Regions from separate parts of the Mus musculus genome. Here regions 1 and 2 are each linked to region 3. Evidence: chromatin contacts called from public promoter capture Hi-C data. All regions are on one chromosome and are shown on one strand. Each heading gives the region's core, a stretch centred on a gene start, on an enhancer-like site or on the middle of the called end of the contact. The rest is flanking DNA. Distances are from core to core; before and after follow the strand shown. Region 1 holds the start of Mgll (monoglyceride lipase). Region 2 holds the start of Plxna1 (plexin A1). Region 3 holds the start of Cfap100 (cilia and flagella associated protein 100).

Region 1 (3,911 bases), core at 314-2,813, 1.7 Mb after region 3:
TTTGCTAACACCGCTGTGCCAGGGGTGTCAGTGACATGAGAGGCAGGTCACGGAAAGGGTGGCCCTCATGATGACGGAGGAGGAGGAGGAGCAGGTGCGATGAAGGAGGACGAAGAGGAGAGGACTTACTTGGGTGTGCCACTGGGCTTCCAGTATCTACAAAAGAGGTACTGTCCGTCTGCATTGACCAGGTGAGGCAGGTCCTGGTAGGGAACATTCTGTGGAGTTCGCCTGGGTGAACTTGCCTCAGGCATCCTGCAGGGGTCTTTAGGCCCTTGGAAGAAAGGTGGACATATTCTAAAGTCAGAAATACACTTATGTCCATATGGGAGGAAAGAAAGCCTTTTTTGAGTCAGGACTGTGGCTGTGGCTTCTTTTCTAGGCAATTAAACAAAAAACAAAAAACAAAAAACAAAACAAACAAACAAAAAAAACCCCACCAAACCCCAATTTGATATATATATTTTAAAATTACATACATCTCTTGCAAACCCCTTCAAGATTGAAAAGTCCTGTTTGTCCTTAAGAAAATGCTCACTTTATTTTTTTAAAGTGCCTCAGTATAGCCCCCCTCCCATCTGTGTTTATTTTAAATCATCTCAGGAAACTTCATCTTAAAGACTATTTTAGCTGTAATCAAGCGGAAATTACAGTCAGTTCCGTGGGTACAAAGCCCCAGCTGCAAGGACCCATCTCTCCTAAAATCTCCACTGTGCGGGTTTCAGGGGGCATAATAAGTAGGTGACGCGCCCCAAGCGATTTTTCCCTTCTGAATGCCAAAGATGCCATGACAAACCTGTTTCCATTAGTCTTGGCTTTTGCATTCCACTACCGCCACAGCCTCGAGTATCAGCGCCAGGCAAACGAGGGCTGTTCCCTCATCGCGGCCGCAGGGCAGCACCACGGGGTCCGCGCCCTCCCCGCCTGGGCTGCAGGGGTGCGAGTTGCTCCCTCCTGCTGCTCCAGCTCTAGCTCATGTCGCCACTTTTCCAGAACACACCCCTGAAGGGGTTCCGGGAGCGAGGGACAGCCGGTCCCCAGCCCGGAGCTGCTGCGAGACGCGCTCCGCGGCACCGCGCATTCGCGCAGATGCGGGTCCCCGAGCAAAGTCACCCCGATTCTCCGACAAACTTTGCCTCTTGCCCGCCCGCGACCGCTTAGGGAAGGAAACCTCGCGGCTGTCATCGGCACGCCACACAGGACGTGGACCTGGCCGTTGTTCCCACACCGGTCTGGGAAGATGCAGTTGACGGGCACAAGTCTGTTTGGGGGTTGGTGCGAGGGCGCGAGGGGCGCGTTCACGCGCACACGCTGACACGCGCGCACACTCGTGCGCACGCACACGCGCGCAGGGGACCCCTGGCGGCGGCTCCTATCCTGAGGCAGGGGCGGGAGGCAGTTACCCGGGCCACGAGCGCCGCTGTCACGTTCCCCGAGCACCACGCGGGTCCGGGTCTGCGGCGGGCTAGAGCCAGACTACTGCGCGCGGCCGGCTGCGCAGCGATAGGGCGCGGCGTCTGCGCCGCCACTTTATCCCCAGCCGCTCGGCGGCGGGGGCGGCCCGCTGGGTGGGGACGCGCGGGGAGGCGGCGCCGGGGCCCCACGTGTGCCCGGCCCCCGGGGAGGAGCGGGGCATCGCCCGCCGACCTGCCTCGCGCTTTTCCTGGCCGCGTGGGGGACCTTCACGGGGCACTGAACCGAATTATGGGGCCCTTCCAGCCCATGCGCACAGTCGAGAACACAGACCCTCACACTGGTCCCCGGAGCAGAAACACGCTCACTAGAACTGCATGCACATGTTTACAGTTGCACACGTGCGAGACCCACATTCAGATAGCACAGGTGTAGGCACACCCACAAGGACACATCCTCAGGACCCTTCCCCAGATACAAACTACACACAGAGGTACAAGTGAATGTCACAGTTACTACATGAATACAAACACACAGCATGGACGCACACGCCCTAGACACCATGCACACAGATAAAAACAACACACCACACACACAGTGAGTGTCAGCGCAGAAACCACAGCTCTCATCTTACAGGGGAAAAGATTATTCTGGAGCCATTTTGAATGACCATGAGCTGGAAACACAGATTTAAGTTACCCCTAATTCCATGTTCCTATGTGAAAGCAGTTTCGGGAAGTTTTTTGGGTTTTTTTGGTTTTTGTTTTGTTTTGTTTTGTTTTTAAAATAGTTTTACAGAACAGATAAAGCCGTATATCAAGGCAAGTTTAAAATACATTGGTGGGTACAACAGAGAGTCAGGTAACAGTGAAATGGGAAAGTGTTCCTATAGGCTCAAAATGCTATCTGATAGCATTGCTAACTTTTGGATTTGTAGAAGCTAACTATCGTGTTAAATCAATAGTTAAACAGTGTTCATCTATTGCCTCAAGAAGTTAGTTCTAACAAAGAGGGGCAAGAAAGAAATGGCTGTTCCTGAGGGCCCGAACTTAGCCCAAAATAAAGTAATTTGCCTCTGGACCTGGAACATTCCAACCTCTCCATAGTACTGAAACTTTAATCAGCCAGCTAATCTCAGCAGACACAGCTTCCCTTTAGTTTTCCGCCTCAGCAGCAGAAGTAGCTCCTTTCCCCATGTTTTTGTTCACAACAGAGAAAAACAACACACCATATACACCCAGAGAGCTAAAGATGCGTGACATTCACGCACAAGCGCTTAGAGCTCTGAGAAGGAAGCAGACATACTGCAAGCAAACACACACACACACACACACACACACACTGCATGAAACCATTTCCCCTAGGTGCCCCAGGATCCAGGTCCCACTAGCACAGCTGCCTATGTGGCTGTGGAGTCTGGAATCCAGCACTAAATTTACAGCCTGTCCACTGTGTCCTATGCCTGCCACCTGTGAGTGACAGCTGCAGAGGAAGGATGACCCCAACCCACACCCATCTCCTCAGGCTTTCCAGGGCTTTCTTCTTGGCCAACCACTTTGCAAAATAGCAGGGTTGAATAGTATCATTGTCAGGGCAGCACAGTGGTAGTGTCCACCTAAGGTGAGGCTGCAATCTAACTTGACTTGAATGGTAAAAGGGGTCTCTGAAAGACAGATTGGTTGCAGGCCATGCAGAAGGACCTAGCTCACCCTCTGCCTTAGGCAGGTCTCCAGGGCTTGGACACAGAAGGAGTGGCTAAATGACTTCTTGGAGTTGATTTTGTATTTCCTGGCAGGTCAGGATTAGGGTAAGCAAGCTCAGGCGAAGGACTGGGAGCCTGTTCTCAAAGCTGGACTGGGCCTTAACAGTATCCTTACTATTCACTTCAGCTGTGGTTTACTGAGAGCAAGGGTAGCAGGGTCCTGAAGCCACGGGTTTGAATGTTCCTAGCACTGGTGTTTTGTGACTTTCAATGGTTTGAGAGTTTTGAGAAGAACGGTCCCTTGAGCTGTCAACAGAGTCTCCCCTGAATCTAGAGTTGCTCCCGCTTGATCAGAGAGAGAGTTAAGAGAGTAGAGCCTTGTGTGATTCCTGTAGTCTGGCTCTTCAGGGAATGAGATAAGCCATCCCTAGAGGCCATGAGCTCTCTGCCATCCTCAGCAACAGTAGCATTCAAATCCACCGGGGAAAGACCATAGGTTTAAACCAAATTATAATTAAATGAATTTATTAGTTACTGCTAGCAGGTCGACAGCCTAAAAGCCAAATTAGGCCATGCCACACAGGAGTGGTAGAGGAAGGGTTTGTAAAGGTGAGCACTGTAAACGTCTCATTTGTGTGCAGTGTGTAGCTGAGGGAGAAACTGCTTTCAGTCCTTGCAGCTGTGGATCTGTTTGTCTCCCTCTGTAGACAACCTTAAAGGAGCTGTCCCATGCCCTGGCAAAAGCGATACATGGGATACAAAAGCCAGAGTAGGAAGTGAATTATCTCACAGCAGT
Region 2 (4,161 bases), core at 772-3,271, 1.1 Mb after region 3:
TTCCTGCAGGGAAGTGACCCCCAAGGGGGAAACGCAGAGGGAGGAGCCCTGGCAGCAGCAGTCACAGCAGCTGTGCTGACTCACTTCCTTTCTCTGCAATGTGGTCAAGCCAAAGCTGCAGGCCCAGGTTCAATTCCAGCTCTTCTATGGTCACAGGCTTTCTTCTTCTGCTGCTTCTCGGGACTCAATAAGACCACATAAAAAAGAGCTGAGACATCAGTGGAGGCACAGTGCAGCTGAGAGGGATCAGTGGAACTACTAACTGATCCAAAGCAATAGCCCCTAGCTGGATTTCCTCCAGAAAAAGGTTTTCGGAGGTCACCTATCCCCTCCTGTGGGATGGTAGCCGTGTTTGTGTAGATTCTTTGGCGTTCTTCATGTATTCTGGATACCTATCCGCTGTGTGTGGGTCACAAAACAGGAAGAGCCTTGAGCACCTGCCTAGCTGTACTTCAGAAGACAGGTTGGCAAAGGCAGGTGTGAGCAGAGGCAGTCAGCCTCTGAAGCTAAGGAGCAGAGGCAACTCAGGGAACAGCTGGACAGGCACAACCCCAGTCTGCCTGTAACCTCCCCAAAGCGTTGCAAGTGGATTACCAAATCTGTGAGGCAGGTAAGGCTGTGGACTGGAAAGCAGAGCCAACTATTGGAAGCAGACAGGTGTGCAACTAGGAAGCCCACAGTTTGAACTGCACCTCTGGGCCAGACTCCAGGCTCTGCCACCAACCAGCGAGGGAGCTTGGGCAGGTCACAGGGCCTGCGCAGTCTGTCTACCCGGTTTGTACAGCACAGCAGAGATTTGTACATTCAGTATGTAGTGCCTGTGGAGTCCGACGGTAAGTGTAACTGTGGAAGAAGGGTCTCACCGCCATTCAGAAGCAAAAAGAACCAGCACCAACTTTCAGCCTGGCAAAATCAAACCATTACCTTTCCCACTGTTGCTGACACTTCTCCATCACGTGGAGGGGTGGGGTTTCACTTGGGGGAAAACCAAGTTTGCATCGTCTGTTGAAGCTAAAGACCAAGGTCTAGAGCAGGGGGCTCCAGTCCAGTAGCAGAAGAGAGGGTTAACTATCCAGAATAGCCTGTGCCACACAGTGAGAGCAAAGACTGACCACAGGACCCTGCATTCCTATCAGAGAGGAAGGCGGGACACCATTTCTATAGCATCCTCAAACAAGCTACACAAAAGAATATGTCATTCAGGGAGACAAAATGTAAACGGTCACACCCAAAGAAAAACCAGGCAAGGATGAGCACAGGGAAAGAGGGTGATGACTGCTTGGGAGACGAGTACGGACAATGGTCCTTACCGAATGAGCTGCACTGGGTCCCCCAGGCTGTGCCCAGTCAGCCTTCGCCCCTCCCACGACCACCTTTTCTGACTGCTCTGTTCTGTTCTGCGCACAGCTGCCTGCTTTGGTCTGGATGCCTTGCACTGGGTGACCTTATTGAGAAAGGTTCTCTACCCGACCGAGACCTGGCGCAATCCAGCTCTGCAGGCCAGCCCCGCGCCCGCGATCGACCCGGCGAGGTCTCTATCCTGCTGGGGTAGTTCTAACACGCCCCGCTGCAGGACCGCGTACCGGACAGGACAGTCGTCCTCTGAGCTTAGGCATCCCGGCACGCGCCACCTCCTGGGGCCTGCGGGGTGCAGTGCCGGTCCCACCTAAGCGATCGTTGCGCAGGCAGAGATGAGCAATAGGACCAGGGCAAGTGCTTCCTCCGGACTCAGTTTACCCTTCCGTGCACGAAAGCTGTACTTCCAGCCTGTGCTCCTTAAAGAGTGCATCGACTCCTGGGACCACCCGGACCACCTCACCCACCCCCACCCCAGTCCAGAGTTTTAAGGCTGAGGTGGCCATCGCCCTTTGAAGGCAAGCGGTGGGGCCCGCCGCGCGCGCTCTCGCCGCGGGGCCGAGCGCCCCCTGCAGGCCATCGCGGGTCCCGCCCCGCCCCCGCCCCCGCCCCCGGCCCCGCCCCCCGGCTTCGGCCGGCGCATGCGCGCGGCACGGCGCTCCGCGGGGCGGCGAGAGCGAGGCCGGTCCGCAGCCGCGCGGAGCTCAGCGCCCCATTCATGCTGGGCAGCGGCGACGCAGCCACGCAGCGGAGCGGAGCCCGGGCGCGGCGGCCTCGGCCTGGGCGGCCTGCGCGGCGTGGGCGGCCCCGCAGAGGGGCGAGCGGCGGGGCGCAACGATGGCCAGCGGCGGGACGCGCCCGGGGTTGGCGGGTGAGTCGGGGCGCAACTTTCCCCGCGGGCGGCGGGAGGCTCGTCGCGGCCCGGGGTCCCGAGTGGCCGGGGGGCGCTGGCGGCGGCCAGGGGGGTGTGCGCGGGGACTGCGGCGCGCGTGTCCGCGGCTGGCGTGTCCTGCGGTTCCGGCCGGGCGCCCGCGTGTGTCCGGGCGCGGTCTCCGCTATGGGCTGCCGCGTCCCGGCGGGTCGCAGCACGTCCGGGGCCCTACGATCCGGGGGGGCGCAATGTCTGTGGCCGCAGTCGCGGTCCCTTCCTCCAGGCAGGAGAGAAAGTTTGCAGTGGCCCCGCGGGAAGGGCCCTGCGGGTGCCCATGTCGGCCCGTGTTGCGCCGGGTCGGACCGGGCCGCGGGTGGGGACGTGGGCCGCAGGCGAGCGCCGCGCTGGGCAGGCCCGGGCAGGGCCGCGGGATTCGGGGCAGGTCCCTGGCTGCGCCTCGGGCCGGCCTGAGGCAGTGGGGTGGAAGTTGCAAGGCTTCGTGGGGACCCCCGCCCCCTCCGGCTCCGGCGCGCGAGTGGGCGCCGCAGCCAGCCCAGGCCCGCAGGCCCTCCACCCGGCTGCAAGGGGCGGTGCGGTGCCACCGGAGAGGACGCCGGCTCGGGCCTCCTCGGCCTCCCCCTGCGCAGGGCCTCCACGGGTCATTCCTTCCCCGGAGGATTCCCCTCTTGCTTCCTGGACGGTCCCAGGCCTGGTGTACGGCGAGGACGGCGGCGGTGATGGGCTGACTCTGGCTGCTGTAGGGAAGGGCGAGTGTAGATTCCTGGGAGGCCCCCTCTGCCTGCAGAGATCCCAGGTGCTGCCCTGGAAGGATACAAGAGGGCTTCAGAGAGGCTACTAGGTGGCCGGAGCCCTCTCAGTCTCATCGGTGGGGTGCTGGGGCCACGCCCCTTGAAAGAAAGGGGTGTGTTGGGGGGGGATGGGAACGAACTGAGCCTCTGCCCCTCTGCCAGGCTCCTACCTCTGGCTCTGGCTCCTGGTGCTACCTACCTCTTCCAGCAGGTGCTGCGGGTCTTCAGTCCCATCAGGGTGGTGCTATCCTGTGCTTCTCCAGCCCTCCTAGAGCACCCCCAGTTTTCCAGCTCCATTGCTTGTTGGGGGTGAGCAGGAGGAGGTAGTGCTGCATTAGGCTGGCCAAGAGTCTGCTGGGTCGGGGAAGCACTCAGCCAGTGCCCTAGGCAGAGGTGCAAAACAGGGACTCTGCTTCAGGGCTAGGCTGTCAGGCAGAGGGGAGGTGGCAGCTTGGAGCCCACCGAAGGTGTCTAAAGGCACAGAGGACAGCATGGGTGGAGGCTTGGGGTGTGTGGTCAGTGTTGGCTGAGGAATGTGTTCTTGGGTTTGGAACCAGACAAGATGTGGTGGACAAAGCCACATCTCTTGGAGCACCTGGACCGGGAGTGTGGGACCCCAGGGGAGACTAGAAGCTTGCACCCTTTCTGGAGAGCACGACTCCAGGGCCTCCATGTAGAGAGTAGACCGTTGGAGACCAACTCCTATGACCTCCCACAGGGTGGGGCAGGGTGACAAGGCAGGGAGATCCTTCTCTTGCCGCTGATGGGGAACCACTAGGTGAGATGTCAGTAAGACCGGCCTGTCCACAACCATAAGGCTCCAGAGCAGCAGGGCACAGGGAGCAAGCTGTCCTCCTGTGAGGGTTTTGAGGGCTTTGTTTCTGAGCAAGAACCATAGTGTTACTCAGAGTTGGGAGAGAGCAGAGTACCAGCTCTCTGCAGTCCACTGGAGGCCTGCTCCAGCGTGGCCCCTGGCAGAGTCCCCGCCGCATCTGCAAGCCCAGCTTCTCTCTCCTGGTCCCTGCTGCACACACCCAGCACCACCATGGCCCTCCTGTTTGACTTCTCACTTGTCCGTCCGGATCAGGGAGCTATGGCCGTTTGTAGTGCTCCCATCTGCGTGTC
Region 3 (3,902 bases), core at 460-2,959:
CAAGAGGTGGGAGTTGGAGCGTGTCTGGGTAACTGCCTTCACCGGTGTTGACGTAAAACCAGCTCTGCTTCACAGGAAGTAACTAGCCAAACACTGAGCGGCTATGGCCGAGGAACACAGACTTGGGTTACAAGGAAGGGTGTGGAGCTCTCTGCTGTGGGCCTCAGATGCCATCTGAGGACATTCTCGGCCTTTGTGTTGGTAGAAGTTAGAGGTGTGAACATTCCGAGAAGAGTTATGTAACAGTTACAAGAATGTTCTGTCAATCACAGTGGCTGTTTCGAGGGCTAGTATTACCTCAGATAATTTTGGCTCTAGATTTGCAGCATTCCAACTCTCCGCAGTCTTTGAGGTTTCACCGATCACTCTGGCTTGTACAATGTTGAACACAGTGTGCCTTTCTTCTAGGATCTTAGGCTCACATTGGTTCCTCATGCTGAGGGGTGGTGGTTCAGAACCGGACCTAGTCATCAGGATGGTAGTAAGTACTGAATGGATCTGCGCTGAGAACAATACCTGGCTTAAAGGACACCCTGTGAGGGTTCACCGGGGACTCAGGACAGGTGTGCTAACACCAGGAATGGTAGCACCCTCATTTGTTCTCTTTTGGTGGCTTATTTTTCTAAATTCGTAAAAGCCCTCGTGGTGTGAAAGATGAATGATTTCTGAAATATTTGCTTGACTGGTTGAATAAATAAGCACTCCAAACCTGGTGCAGGTTTTACTGTTGTTCTTCCTTCCTTCCTTCCTTCCTTCCTTCCTTCCTTCCTTCCTTCCTTCCTTCCTTCTTTCCTCCCTCCCTCCCTCCCTCCCTCCCTCCCTCCCTCCCTCCCTCTCTCTCTCTTTCTCTTCCTTCCTTCTCTCTTTCTCTCTTTTTCTTTCCTTCTTCCTTCTTCTTTCTTCTTCCTTTCTTTCTTCCTATTATTTTTGTTTTGTTTTGTAGTTTGTCTGGCTATTTTGACAGCCTACTGGGAAGCTGAGGCCAGAATATTGGGAATTCTAGACCACAGTGTAAGGGCCCTCCTCCAACACCAGGCAGGGAGCCACTTGCTTGCAAAGAGTATTTAACACTAGCTGCATAAAAAACAAACAAACAAACAAACAAACAAACAAACAAACAAAACCAACAAACCACATATGCAGGGCCCACCCTTTCTTCCTGGCTCCCCCATGCCCAGCGCTGGACTGCCCTGCGGGATACTGTCCCTTTGGTGATTCAAGGGTCCCTGACCCATTCCAGGATCCTTCTACACTCCTACCCCTGGCCTTCTTGCCTTGGTTCTATCTCTCCACCCACTGGGTGGCGCCAGCGACCCTGAGTAGCGCCAGGAGCTAAGGGAGACTGTCTTTGGCACATTCCTAGCCTGTAGACTGTTTTACCGTCGTCCTCCCCGGCCCCAAGACTCCTAAATATTCTCTGAAGAGCCAGGCTGTTGTCTGTGCCCTAGCTGCAACAAAATCCTTTACGGATGGGCAGGAGAATCTGGGGGTGAAAGAAGCTAGTGCGCTGGGCAAACGTACCCTGTCCCCGGGTTGCAGGGTTGCAACAACCCGGATCGCTCTGCTTCTAGTCGTTGTCCCTTCCCTGAGTCCGTGTCTTCTGCTCTTTAGCTGCCACAGTCCTGCACAGTACTCCGCGCCCGCCGGCCCGCCAGCCCGCCCAGTGTGCCCGGGCCCGCCTCCGGGGCTTTATGACATCACAGCTCCTGTGAGAATAGTTGCCTTGGCGTCGCAAACGCAGTTCAGGACCAGAAGACTGGAGAATTGCCGACCGAGGCTTCGGAGCAAGCTGAGTGCACGCGGCTGGTTGGTGCGCGCGGGGCTGGGCCAGGGGGCTTGGGGGTGGGCTCCAGCGGGGTGGCTGTGGGGCTCTGGTCCGAGATCAAATACTCTATTGGGTCCCTTGCAAGGCTTTGCGTCCTTCGGTGCTCTTTTCCACTTTATCTATGACAGGCCCCATTTAAGCACTGGTCCATTCCCTTGCTGCTGCATTCTTGCCCCAGGGTGTGGTGTGCCAAGAGAAGCTGGGGTGTTAGGAGGCAGGATTCTCTGGTAGTGTTTTGGCTGAGGTAGAGATGCTCAGACTGCAAGCAATCCTGGGCTCCACCCTCGGCCCTGCTTCGTTGAGATTTGGAACACTAGTTGAGCTTCTGCAAACAGGAAAACTCACTTCATTTTGAAGGGAACCTAGCATAGCATAGCGTCGGGAGCTCTAACAGGTGGAACAGAGGGCTTGCTTCCGTGCAGATTGCATTCTGGAAGACATATGCAATAAAAGTCTTGTAAGAGGTAACCACTTGACCTTGTAAAGAAGAAAACGAAGGGTCATTACATGCATTGGTGCAGGAAGGTCTCTCAGAGTGACATCTGAGCCCAGTTTTAAAGGGAGAAGTCCCGCCCCTCACCCTTCCAACCTCACCTAGGTGAGAGGCTCCCCAGAGGCTCCAGGCAGACCAAAGCTGGTGTGTTCCGAGAACAGGAAGATATGGGCCAGCCTTGCCCAGGAGGGGAATAGTAGATTCCATTAAACCTGGATACAGGGAATAGGCAGTGTTAGTCCACATAGTGGAAATGCAAGTCACTCAGTTCAAAGTGGGCTGTGGGTTTGGGGGAACCATCCTCTCAAGTACTGTGTCACTCTCCAGGCGAGAATCTGCTTCAGCTAAGGCCAAGCTTTGCACACCGGTTGGTCCTCAGCCATGGCGTTCAAGGCACGGTCCTCTAGGTTCTCCGTGAAAATGGTTGAAGACAGTAAGTACTGAGCTGGGTGGGGGCTCCTGGAGGGCAAAAGGAACCCTGGGACAGTTTGGTGTAAACTCACTCAAATACTGACGTAGTTCTAAAGCAACACTGTGCATGCTTTTCCTGTGGCTATCGTGATGCAGAACCCCACCTAGGGCTTCATGGCTTAGCTGGTAGAAGCCTGTTGCACAGCTTTGACTGCCATGAGAAAAAGGAGCACAGGGCTGGTGCCTTCTGAGGTTTGTGGAGAGTCTGACCCAGGTGCCTCTGCCTTCTGTTGGGCACTTGGCATCCTGACTGCCCTTGGCCTTAAGGGCGCCACCCACTTCTGCCTTTGCTCTTCCATAGAGTTCCTCCAGTGTGTGTCTGTGCCCCAGTGTCGTCCTTCTTATCACTGTGAACTTGGGTGTATGCTAGAATGTTCTCAGCTTTCCTAAACACATCTGCAATGGCCTTTATTTACAAACAAGGCTGCATTTTGAGGTACTGTGGGGATACGGACTTCCGTGCATGAACTTGAAAGAACACATAGTAGACAGTAGCAGGTAGGGAGAGATGCCACTGTAAAAGCAAGCCTCTCTACTTCTTTTCTGCTGTGGCTGCTAGGCTGAGTCTAGAGGAGGAGAGCTGGCTGGTCCCCAGGTCAAGTGACATGGATGCTTGTCAGTGCTCACACTAGGAAACTGTGAGGTGGACAGTGTTATCATTCCTGCATTGTCTGCTCCCTTCAGCTTTCAAATCAGAGCCACCTCTTTTCTTTTTCTTTTTTCTTCTGCTTAAAAAAAATGTGTTTTTAGGGCAAGTCCTCCATAGTCCAAACCTATTGGAAAGCCTACCTCCAACATCTCCCCGGACACCACAGTGATGCTCAGAGCCATCTCCAAGCGAGCTCTGTTCACATCTGAGCAGAAACATGAGTCTACAGCTTGTCTTTTCCCCCACATAATAAAAAATGCCCTCCCACCCCTGCCTTTCCCGTGAACGGTGGTATATCCCTGTAACGCCAGCACTGGGGCAATGCAGCAAGAGGATGGTGGTGAGCTTGAGGCTAGCCTGGGCTACATAAGGAGACCCTACTGAGGATTGTGAGTCTGAGGCCAGCTTGGGCTACATAAAGAAACCCTGTTGCAAAAAAAAGCTTTATTTTAAAACAAAACTGG

The links. Promoter capture Hi-C pulls out the DNA fragments that hold promoters and counts their contacts.
Region 1: a promoter capture Hi-C map of liver shows a contact between it and region 3, with 4 times the contacts expected there. The contact joins the promoter of Mgll here to the promoter of Cfap100 in region 3. A contact is called at or near these places in 2 of 39 promoter capture datasets (both in liver).
Region 2: a contact with region 3 is called in a promoter capture Hi-C map of liver, with 3 times the contacts expected there. The contact joins the promoter of Plxna1 here to the promoter of Cfap100 in region 3. A contact is called at or near these places in 2 of 39 promoter capture datasets (hippocampal neurons and liver) and 1 of 115 datasets of contacts at active chromatin or transcription factors (astrocytes).

What each region holds. Positions count from the first base shown.
Region 1 is chr6:88,722,064-88,725,974 of GRCm38.p6, reverse strand. Mgll (monoglyceride lipase) reads right to left here and starts at 1,563. Exons shown (of 8, transcript NM_011844.4): 1 at 1,404-1,563; 2 at 130-274. The coding sequence starts at 254. All of the region lies in intron 2 of Gm26588 (a long non-coding RNA gene), which reads left to right.
Region 2 is chr6:89,360,473-89,364,633 of GRCm38.p6, reverse strand. It overlaps Plxna1 (plexin A1), which reads left to right and starts at 2,021. Exons shown (of 32, transcript NM_008881.2): 1 at 2,021-2,227. Gm40415 reads right to left here and starts at 3,279. Exons shown (of 2, transcript XM_017321867.2): 1 at 3,236-3,279; 2 at 2,043-3,049. The coding sequence starts at 2,890. The coding sequence ends at 2,456.
Region 3 is chr6:90,426,287-90,430,188 of GRCm38.p6, reverse strand. Cfap100 (cilia and flagella associated protein 100) reads left to right here and starts at 1,709. Exons shown (of 17, transcript NM_173775.3): 1 at 1,709-1,810; 2 at 2,646-2,751. The coding sequence starts at 2,700.